3 separate regions of the Sus scrofa genome follow, and regions 1 and 3 are each linked to region 2. The links are chromatin contacts, called in public Hi-C and promoter capture Hi-C maps. All regions are on one chromosome and are shown on one strand. Each heading gives the region's core, a stretch centred on a gene start, on an enhancer-like site or on the middle of the called end of the contact. The rest is flanking DNA. Distances are from core to core; before and after follow the strand shown.

Region 1 (3,331 bases), core at 669-3,168, 69 kb before region 2:
TTCTCCTCTGCGCACAGCTGACCGCTACATCTTAACAGCTGTCCCCTCTTTTTGGCAGGATCCTTCTTGGTTATTTGCAAGGTAATCGCAATAGGAATACCACGTGAGAGTAGAACAAGCCAGTCTCATAGGATCTGCAGCAACTCCCACAACTCTCTTGGCTAGCCCTGAGGGGAGTGGGGGACAGACAGAATCTTTTGCAGGAATCCTATCTCCACTTGGGCACTGAGGACAAGGGGCCTCTGCCACTGTGTAGGGCTAAGGGGACCACACTTGCTGAACAGTCCTGGCCCAAGAGGCCTAGGAGGGTAGGAAGGACTGATGGGGGTTGGGGGGGGGTCAAGGAAGGAAAAAGACCTCCGGGTCAAAAGCGCACCACACAGAAAACAGCAGTACCTTATTACGAAGGTATATTAAGCACAAGGCAGTTCTAAACCCTGCACGTGTGACCTCATTTACCTCCTACAACTATCTCTTAAGAAATGAGTTGCTATTATTATGCCCATTTCACAGATGAGACAACGGAGGCCCAGAGGAACCACTTGCCCAGGGGCAGAGAGGCCAGGCTATGATCCCACATGGTTGAGCCCTGGGACCTGCAAGTAACCACTGCCTGCATCAGGGAAGGCCCTTGGAAGGGCAGCAAGACAGGAGAGGAGGTTGTCCCCTCCTTGTGGCTGAATGCTGCCCCTCTATACTGTCCTTTCCCTTGCCAATGGATCCCTGAGATTTGTTCAGCAGAGTCTGGACTGTAAGGGGGGAGGCTGGAGGGTGAAGGTAGAGGCTGACTCATTGTATGACCTTGCTTAGGCAGTTAACAGATAACCTTTCTCCTCCACGGACTCATTTCCACATTACTTTTTTTAAAGGGGTGGGGTGGCATTTGGGTTTTTCCTACTCTAAAACTCAAGTTCCTTGCACTCCCGCTGCTTTCTATTACATCACCCTGGCACTGCTCCCCCATCCCATGACTTTTAGTCTGAAAAGATCTTGTTTACTGTTTCTTCCACCAGAATATAAGATCCTCAGGCCGAGGGGCTGTGTCTGACTTGTCTAACACTTAGAACCGTATCGGGCACATGACGTCAAGAAATAGTAAAAGAATGAATTCTGCTTTCTACCAGAAGGCTGGCCTTCTGGGAGAGAGTGTTATGATAAACATTTACTAAGATCCGCAGAAAAGTAACTGGGCAACAAAGCTTTCAGCTGCCCCAGCACCGAATTTCTATGACTTGGGTTAGTGAACAATCCTAAGCTCACTGGATTCAACTCTCCAGAAGGGAACTGAAGCGGGGAGGAATCTGGCTCAAGTTCACCAAGCTAGTGATGGAAGACTAGGACTCGAACTCTAGCCCTCGAAAAGCCTCGTGCCTGGAAAAAGTCGTGAGGCATGAGAGTGCTAAAGGAGCCCTGGGTCCAACCTGCTACGTAAGGACGTGGGGAAACGGAGGCCAAGGCGGGGGATCTCATTACCTCGACAATCTTGATAAAGCGCGGGAACACTGGGTTGCGCGTAACGGCGATGAGCGGCAGGTGCGGGAATACGTCCGGTATCGTCATGGGCGTTAGCGCCGTTATGACTGGGCCTTCACCGCCGCCGGCGTTGCCTCCCACTCCCGAGGCCCCATCCTCCGCGCCGCCCTCGGGGGCATCCTCGCCACCCGAGAATGCGCCTCCGCTGCTGCGGTTGTTCGCCTCCCAAAGTCCCCGCCAGTGGCCCGCGGCAGCGGGGCCTTGGCCCCACTGCGCCCAGGGAGGCGAGGCGTCGCAGGCCCGCCGGCCTCTGGGCAACCACGCTCTGACTGCAGTCGGAACCCGCCCCGCGGCGGCGGCCAGCAGCGGCCGCCGAAGCGCCCACCACCTCGCAGCTCCCCACAGCCGGACACAGCCTGCACCCGCCGCCATGGCCCGGCCATCCTGGCGGCGCGCTAGACTTGCGTCATTTCCGCTGGCCAGCCTGGGGTGCACGTGACAGCGGGTGCGTGCCGGGGGCCCGCGGGGGGCGTGGCTGGGAACAGGACCGCCGGAGGCGGGACCTGAAAGAGTGGAGGCGGGGCCTATAGGGAGCAGAGCTGGAAGCTTCGAGATTCCTCACTGCAGCCTTCTCTTGCGGCTTCCTAGCTGGCGCGCTTCTTCCGGCCTCTTGGAGAGCTGTGGGCACGCACGATGGCTCCTAGAAAGGGAGCAGGCATGGCTACAAGCGCAGCTCTGGGAACGCGTGGGCAGCCAGGTCCCAGCCCCTGGGTTTAGGCACTTGGATGACAGGCGTATGCTCCAGCTCTTGGGGCGCGTCGCGATTGGTGGATTCGGGCTTCCCGGGAGGTGCTAAGCGCACGCTCGAACTGTAGCCGGCCCGCGGGCGGCCCTGTGCGCGTGCCCAAGAGAAAGGGGGCGTGTTGAGAGTGGTCAGATTCAGGCGTCCTGCGGGAAAAGGTGCGCAAATCCAAGCTCCCCGGCGGACGTGCGCTTTCGCAGGCTATAGTCTGCGCATGCCCAGACTGTGAAGCGACCCGCGGCCGCAGTTCTGGGGTTGTTCGTTGGAGGCAGTGGTCCTAACAGGATGCTGGTGTTAATGCTGGTGACGGTGACTATCTTGCGGCTCTGCCTGCTGTCCAGAGCTCAGCCACTGTGCCGGTGGGGCCGCCCTCCCTGGGCTGGGATGCTGTCGGTGGTTTGGGAGAGTGGGGGCTTATGCCTGAGTGCAAGACTGGGTGGAATCTGGGAAAGACGTTCCCCAACCTCGGTGAAGCTTCCCAGTTTACTCTACTAGGGAGCCAGCTTGATGCACCCCCATACTCCCTTCTCACCCCCCGCAGCTCATCACAAGTCCTCCCGTTGCCACTTCAAAACTTTGGCCCGATTCTCACTCCAAGGCACCTCCACTTAGGCTGTGCCCTCCTGTCCATCCTGGCAGCCAGAGGGGTTGATTATAATATAAAGCAATCTGATCCCTCATTCTCCTCCTCTGCTTCTCTGGGACACCCAGAATAAAACCTAGTGTTCTTGCGCAGTCTTCCTTTTCACGAATGATCTGGCTTGGGTTCCTCAGCAGCGCTATTGACATTTAGGGCCAGATCATTGTCTGGGGTTGGACCATCCTGTACATTGTGGGATGTTAAGCAGCATCCCTGGCCTCCACCCACTTGATGCCAGTAGGATCTCCTTCCCCAGACTTGACCATCAATCAAATGCATCTAGGCATTGCCAAAGGTACCCTGGGGATTTGACGACCACTAATGTAGCCCCTCCCTATCCTTGAATCACCGCCCCAGCCACCTGTCCTTGAATGTGCCAAATGCAGGCAAGCCTTGGGGACCGCGGAGGAGATTTG
Region 2 (3,494 bases), core at 650-3,149:
GTTGTGGCCCATGGGAGGCCTGTTGGGCATCACAGCCATCTTGCTCTGGGGCACCATCAGCCTCTGTGACCTCAGGCTCAGCAGCGGTGGGGGTAGGGCCTGGCAGCCGGCCCTTGCTTAGTTGGCGCAGGGCCTGCTCCGAACGCTCGAAGCAGACCTTGCGCTTTCGCAGTTGCTGCTGCAGGGCCTTGTCCAGGCCGTTGCGGATGTTTGGGGCCTGGACCAACCCCTCCTGCACCAGATTCTGGCCCTCGGGCCCCAGATGCGCCCCAGCAAAGCGGCAGGTCACGCCATAAGGGCACCTGCCGAAGGTCTCAAAGAGCACACAGCGGGGTCCCAGGTCAGCCGGCTTGGTCTCCAGGTAGAGGCTCACATCATGCAGGAAGCGGCAGCGGTCACCATAGAAACATTTAGAGGCTGATTCCTGCAGGGAAACAAGCCGGCAATGAGGGAAGACAGGGAGACAGTCAGGCAACCAGGGATTGAAATGCAGGTCCCTCTCCTCCTGGCAGGGTGTCCTCAGTTTCTTCATGGGCAGATGGGAATGATAACGATTCTTATATCACAAAGTCATGAGGATTGAATGAAGGACAGAGAGGCACACACTCAAGTCCCCTAAAACTTTCTGGTGACAATGACACTCACCTGGATCAGGGAGGGACAGAGCCTGTTCTTGTCATAGTGGGTGGGCTTCACATGAGGCCGGCTCTTGTTCTGGCCCCGGGCCCTCTTCTGAACCTGCGGCTCCTCCCTCTGCTCGGCTGCCTCCTCTGTCTGCCCGTCCTTTGTCTGCCCATCCTCCAGTCGGATACGCTTGGCCTCAGGCTCAACCAGGTCATTGTCATCAGGGTCCCCTGCCTTGGTTTCCTGGCTGGGCTCCTCCCGTCCTTTGGCTTCCAAGAATTCGTGGAATTGCTCCTTGGTGGTGAGGTATCTGCCAACAGATAGGCGGGGGAAACAGGAGTTAGGGAAGAAGTCCCTCTGAGCTCAGAGTCAATGAACGCTGAGAAAAGAGGCTGAAAACACCTGCCCCTGCTTACATGCTTCTGCTGATGGGGTGCTCACTTAGAATCAGTCAGCTGCCAACCTGGGAGCACCTCAGGGCCACAAGGAGTACCTATTTTGTTCCTGGGTCCCCAGAGCCCACACTGATGAGCTGAAGTATAGGCATCAGATGTGAACACCCCTGGCCACGTTAGGATAAAAGAAACTACAAGTCCCAGAGTGTCTTGCAACCAGGCCGCAGCCCGCCACATTTCCCAGCACGCCCTTCAGCCTTACAACCCCCAGCACGCCCCCTCCCCGCCTCCCCGCCTCCCAGCACTTGCTTCAGATTCAATCCCAGATTCTATCTGCGGCTGGCTAGGGGTGCACATGCGCTATTCCCGCCAAATGCTGAGACTACAGTCCCCAGCATGCATGCTGGCCTTGGCATCAAAGCCCGCCCACCCCAGCATGCACCGTGCTGTCCTTCGAGCATGTGACAGTTCCCAACGTGCGCGATCTCAGGTGCTCTCCGGCCCTGAGAGTAGAAAAGAAAGGAGAGCAGAAAAGAAAGAGAGAAGAGCATGCGAGCTTCCCGCCCTGGGCTGCGGCCCCACCTCCCAGCATGCACGGTTCGGGCCCCACTTACGGATGCCGGGAAGGCCCTGAGATACTCCCCCCGCCCCAGAGACTCACTGAGATTTAATGGGCGTCACCCCTCGTTCTGGCTCGCCGGCTCCGGGGTTGCCACCACCACCACCACCACCACTCTCTGCTGGGGCCTCCGCCGCTCCCTCCGCCATCGGTCCCCTTCACCCCCGCTTTGGAGTGTCGCCTTCCGGGTCGCCCGTGTGTCTCCCCTGGTTGTGCCGGGGAAGTGCTCTTGCCCGCGTCGCTCCAAATGACGCCATTGTACGTGTCATGGGGCGGAGCCTGCGTGGGGGTGGGGCCTCAGATTCTTGTACAAACCTCTGATCCTCTTGTGGGAAAGGGAAATGTTAAATGATCCTTTTGGTTCGCTCAAACTGGCCTCCTCCGGGCCACAATCGGCCCAAGGAAGAGTTGTTTTCCTGATGGGGTTTAAAATTTTTTATTTTCAATTTTGTGTGTGTGTGTGTCTTTTTAGAGCCTCACTCGCGGCATATGGAAGTTCCCAGGCTAGGGGTCGAATCAGAGCTGCAGCTGCCGGCCAACGCCACAGCCACAGCAACGGGGGATCCAAGCTGCCTCTGCGACCTACACCACAGTTCATGGCAGTGCCAGATCCTTAACCCACTGAGCGAGGCCAGGGATTGAACCTGTGTCCTTATGGACACTAGTCGCGCTCGTTAACCACTGAGCCACGACAGGAGCTCCTAAAATTTTTTAAATTCTGCTGCTTTTATTTGGGGCGTTCATTCAACAAATAATTTGTTCAGGGCCTGTATGCTAGATGCTGTCCTAGGGATACACCAATGAATAAAACAGACAAAAAAAAACAAAAAACAAAAAACTTTGCCCTTAAGAGTTCAGATAGGAGTGGTGAAGACGATCACATAATAAGTATACTGTATGTTGGATGGTAATGAAGCAGGAAGTGGGAATACCTTTTTTTTTTTTTAATGGCTGCACACATGGCATATGGAAGTTCCCAGCAGCAGCTACAACTAACAGTGCAGCTGTAGCGATGTGGGATCCTTTAACCTGCTGTACCGGACTGGAGATGAAACTCCCACCTCTGCAGCAACCTAAGCCACTTTAGTCAGATTTTAACCCACTGTGCCAGGGCAGGAACTCCCAGGAATGTCATTTTTTGGTGGCTTCAATGCTTAATAGAATGATCAGGGAAAACATTTTCACTGAGAAGCTGACATTGAGTGTTTTTGAGAGAAGTAAGGGAGGAGTTCCTGTCATGGCTCAGTGGAAATGAATCTGACTAGCATCCATGAGGACGCAGGTTCAACCCCTAGCCTCACTCAGTGGGGAAGGATCCGGCGTTGCCATGAGTTGTACTGTAGGTAACAGATGCAGCTCGGATCCTGCGTTGCTGTGGCTGTGGTGTAAACCGGCAGCTGTAAGCTCCCATTCGACCCCTAGCCTGGGAACTTCCATATTCAGGGGTGGCCCTAAAAAGACAAAAATAGAAAAGAAAGTAAGGTTCAATAAATAACAATGAACATTAATGACTACTGTTGTTACTGTTACTTTACTACTATTATTTGCCTTGAATTACGTGAATAGCGCAGAATGGGAACAACCACGCCCTTATAGCGGCCCTTGCATTTCACTGCTAAACTTTTTTTTTGGCCGAGTCCGCAGCATGGAATAGAAGCTCCTGAGCCATGAATATAACCCATGTCGCAGCAGCAACCCAAGCTGCTGCAGTCACAATGCAAGATCCTTAACCCACTGAGCCACAAGGGATCTCCTCATGGCTAAACTTGATGATGTTCCCCTGAGCAGGGAAGTGAGGCAGGAACTCTGTGTTCCTAGAGGTAACAAGTGGGGAAACTGAGGCCTGAGGAGAGAAA
Region 3 (3,289 bases), core at 242-2,741, 98 kb before region 2:
CGCTCCTTCAGGTATTCCCAGCCCTCCTTGGAGTACTCTCGAGCCTTTGAGGGGGCCACAGACAGAGCCGACATCACCTTGATGACGCCTGTGGAAAGGGAGAGCCAGGTGCCTTCAGCGAGGACTTTTACAGGCAGCAGCTCTGTCAATTCCATGCAAGGAAAACAGGCAAAGGCCACACTCGCTCTGTTGTGGCCTCAGGCCCTCAAAGGAGGCGCCATCTGGCTCCCACCTCCCTGGAATCTCCACCTCCTTTTCTCCTTCAGATCCACAGGAGGTGCACACAGAGTTGGACAGGGAGTGACGAAAAGAAATGGCCAAGAAGGAAGGTGGGAGGTATCTGCAGCCAACCCCCCAGGTAGATGGCCTGGGGCCTACCTGAATTCCAGTAGTCCCGTATGTGAAAGTTAAACTTTGGAGGGGCTGGGAGCTGGGAAGAGAGAGGGAGAAGGGGCTGCTGAAAGAGTAAGGCCCAGCAGCCCCATCCGCCCTCACAGGCAGGGAGAGCAGCACAAGCCCCATGGCAGAGGATCAAGGGACCAGGATCAAAGACCACCCCAGAGCAGACACCCCAGCTCCCACCAAGCTTTAGTCTTGATCCCAGCTCGGGGTACCTGGGGTATCTTCAGGCCAGTCTGCTCGCACACGTACTGGCTGAACTGGTACACAGCAGGGGGGACCACCTCCTCGGCTTTCTGAAGGGCAGCCTGGCTCTTGTCGCTGGGCCCCAGCAGGTCCTGGTCATATACCAGGTAGATAGCGCCCCCAGCCACACTGCCCTTGATGAGGAACCTGCATGGAAGGAAAGGAACCACAGGGTAGGGGTGGGGGGCTCAAGTCCAAAGAGTGACATACCTGAAGCCAGGCAGCTAATGGGGAAGCACAGGGCACCTTGGGAGCCAAGAGGCGTGCATGAGCCCTCCCATGCACAACACTTAGAGTGTACAAAAGGCAGGGGTACTCAGCTCTGTTTAGTAAACTGAAGCCTGGAGAGGCACAATGTCACTTGAGATCCTGCAGAGGGCAGGGGTCAGTGAAAACAAGACCACTGACCGCTTTCTACCTTCCAGCCCCGAGAGGGATGCTCCGAGAGGAGCCAGCGGGGGTCCCTGGTCGTTTCCTGTGTCAAACGCTGCTCTGGGTGCACATTAACTTCCCAACAAACGCGTGCGACACTCCCATTTTACAGATCAGGCAGCTGAAACTCGGACGGGTCTAGTGTACGGAATGCAGAGGGAAGGAGTCGCTAGGAAGCGGGAAGGCGGCGACAGGAGGGAGAACTCGGTAAGCTCCACCCTGTCTGAACCGACACGGGAAACCTGACACTACGGCAGCGAAGAGCCGGTCGTAAGCAAACCAGATGGGGGTGCCCACAGAAGTAAATATTTTGGGGGCTTGAGGCCCGCCCAGTAGCCCCACGAACCTCATCAGCGACCACACTCGAGGTACCATGATCACTCAGCTCCGTGCGCAAGGACACTCGGCTCGCCCGCCGCTTCCGGTCGCGGCGCCGCAGAGGCCTCTGGGAAGCGTGGTCGCCTGTCAGGCGCAAAGGCCTCCGGGACATGAAGTCTCGGCTGCGAGACGCCAGAGAGGGGTTTCTGTTCCGCTGCAAAATGAGTCCTCGAACCTTAGTCTTCGGGGCCGGCAGCCGCAAAGCTGTCTGGGAAAAGTAGTTGTCACGTCCAGTAAGGCTCTGGAAAGCTAGTTTAAGCGGCCAAGCCTCCTGGGAAATGCAGTTCGGAGCGGAATGGCCGTGGTGACGTGAGGGAAAGAGGAGTTGGGTGTCTGGAGTAAGACCTGAGGGTGACACACGAAATTTCGGCACCTGGGAGATCCACCAGCGCAGGCCTGGGAAGAGAGTACTGGAAAGCCGGTTGTCACGGCAACACGAAGGCGGAATTTAGGAGACAGGCGGGCCTTAGTCACGTGGTCGAATCAGTGTGGCTTCACTACAGGGGCGGGGATAGAAGGTAGCCAGGCTGAGGCTGTTGCCCGGCAACGCCGGGCGCGGAGATTCCAAAAGTCTAGCCCCTCCCCCTGAGTAGGTGGGCTCTGGGTCACGTGACTCAGACCCTACTGGAGGGGGCGCGGTCGGCGGCCATCCCGACACCGCGAGGGCGGGGAGGTACGCGCGTGGCTCCCAAGCCCGGACCCCAGCCCCACTGGACGGCGGGAGAAACTGAGTGGGTGAGTGCGCGGTTGTGAGCATGCAGTGGGCTGCACGCCCTCTTTGTCCAGATGGGAAACTGAGGCCGGGCGAGGTCCGGAGGCCAGTCGGTTCTGTAAGGATCAGGTTTCCGCTTTTCCTCCCTCTTTGCAGCCTGGGTGTTTCATCCATCCATTCGTTCATCCACCCACCTAGCTATCACCCAGCCCTTGCGGGGCTGCTGTGTTCAGGACCCGGTTGAAAGAGGGCTAAGCTGAGGCCCTTCAGGGCTTTCCCTGGAAGTGGCAGATCGTCCCCTGCTGAGGGGACGCCGGCGTGAATGGGTAAGGCCGAGGAGTTCATTTTTCTGTGAACTGGAAGATTCATAGATAGGACGTAGGGTAAATGAGGATGAACAGAAAGGCAGCGGCCAGACCTTCTGGGTCTTGTGGGCTAAGGTGAGGAAACGGTCTCCATTTCGGACAGTGAGACGCCTTGGGAGGGTTTGGAGCAGGAAGGAACATTCCAGAATTTTTTTGGACAAAGATCCCTATGGCTGCTTGGAGAGAATAGAGTGGGAGGAAGGGAGTGTGAAGATGCGAGAGCCAGAGAGAAGGCAGATGGAACTTTGCCGTAGGGACAAAGGAGGTAGGACTGATTTAGTGCTTGGAGATATGGGGGCTCCCCAAGGCCACCACCTCTCAGCCTCCTGGGTTCTAGAAGTCTACCTCTCTTCTTTGCCCCATGGAATTCATAGGATAGAAACTCCAAGATATATGATTGGCCTGTGCCCTTTTCAGGGGAGGCCCATGATCCACTGAACTTAAAGCACCTGGCCCGTTCTCCCTGGAACAAGTAAATCAGCTCCCACAGCTGAAATCACATCTTAACCTGGTGTCATGGGCACATCTGTCTGCCATATCCTATTCCTTCTGGATATCTCCAGACCAAGTTGTTTTTCTGAGCTTCCCCCAGCTCTCACATTCCTCCTATCACTTTGGGCCAGTCTAGTATATAGTCAGCACTTACTGCATGTCTGGCAGTTTAGGACATCGAAGATCCAAAAGTGATCAGCACAGGAGTTCCCATTGTGGCACAATAGGATTGGCAGTGTCTTGGGAGCTCTGGGATGCAGGTTCA

Evidence for each region. Promoter capture Hi-C pulls out the DNA fragments that hold promoters and counts their contacts. Hi-C and Micro-C count contacts between places; a contact is called where the count stands out from the background.
Region 1: a contact with region 2 is called in a promoter capture Hi-C map of liver, with 5 times the contacts expected there. The contact joins the promoter of LONP1 here to the promoter of DUS3L in region 2. A contact is called at or near these places in 3 of 5 promoter capture datasets (fetal liver, fetal skeletal muscle and liver), 18 of 47 Hi-C or Micro-C datasets (alveolar macrophages, brain, embryonic fibroblasts and 9 more) and 1 of 2 datasets of contacts at active chromatin or transcription factors (alveolar macrophages).
Region 3: a contact with region 2 is called in a Hi-C map of liver, with 4 times the contacts expected there. The contact joins the promoter of C2H19orf70 here to the promoter of DUS3L in region 2. A contact is called at or near these places in 3 of 5 promoter capture datasets (fetal liver, fetal skeletal muscle and liver), 16 of 47 Hi-C or Micro-C datasets (alveolar macrophages, blood, brain and 10 more) and 2 of 2 datasets of contacts at active chromatin or transcription factors (alveolar macrophages and skeletal muscle).

The regions. Positions count from the first base shown.
Region 1 is chr2:73,264,897-73,268,227 of Sscrofa11.1, reverse strand. LONP1 (lon peptidase 1, mitochondrial) reads right to left here and starts at 1,918. Exons shown (of 18, transcript NM_001243220.1): 1 at 1,474-1,918. The coding sequence starts at 1,905. It overlaps CATSPERD (cation channel sperm-associated protein subunit delta), which reads left to right and starts at 2,070. Exons shown (of 22, transcript XM_005661304.3): 1 at 2,070-2,634. The coding sequence starts at 2,561.
Region 2 is chr2:73,196,019-73,199,512 of Sscrofa11.1, reverse strand. It overlaps DUS3L (tRNA-dihydrouridine(47) synthase [NAD(P)(+)]-like), which reads right to left and starts at 1,899. Exons shown (of 13, transcript XM_003123092.4): 1 at 1,681-1,899; 2 at 646-934; 3 at 1-424. The coding sequence starts at 1,787.
Region 3 is chr2:73,293,414-73,296,702 of Sscrofa11.1, reverse strand. C2H19orf70 (chromosome 2 open reading frame, human C19orf70) reads right to left here and starts at 1,491. Exons shown (of 4, transcript NM_001097463.2): 1 at 1,424-1,491; 2 at 615-792; 3 at 379-430; 4 at 1-88. The coding sequence starts at 1,452. It overlaps HSD11B1L (hydroxysteroid 11-beta-dehydrogenase 1-like protein), which reads left to right and starts at 2,026. Exons shown (of 9, transcript XM_013994748.2): 1 at 2,026-2,190; 2 at 2,324-2,493. The coding sequence starts at 2,490.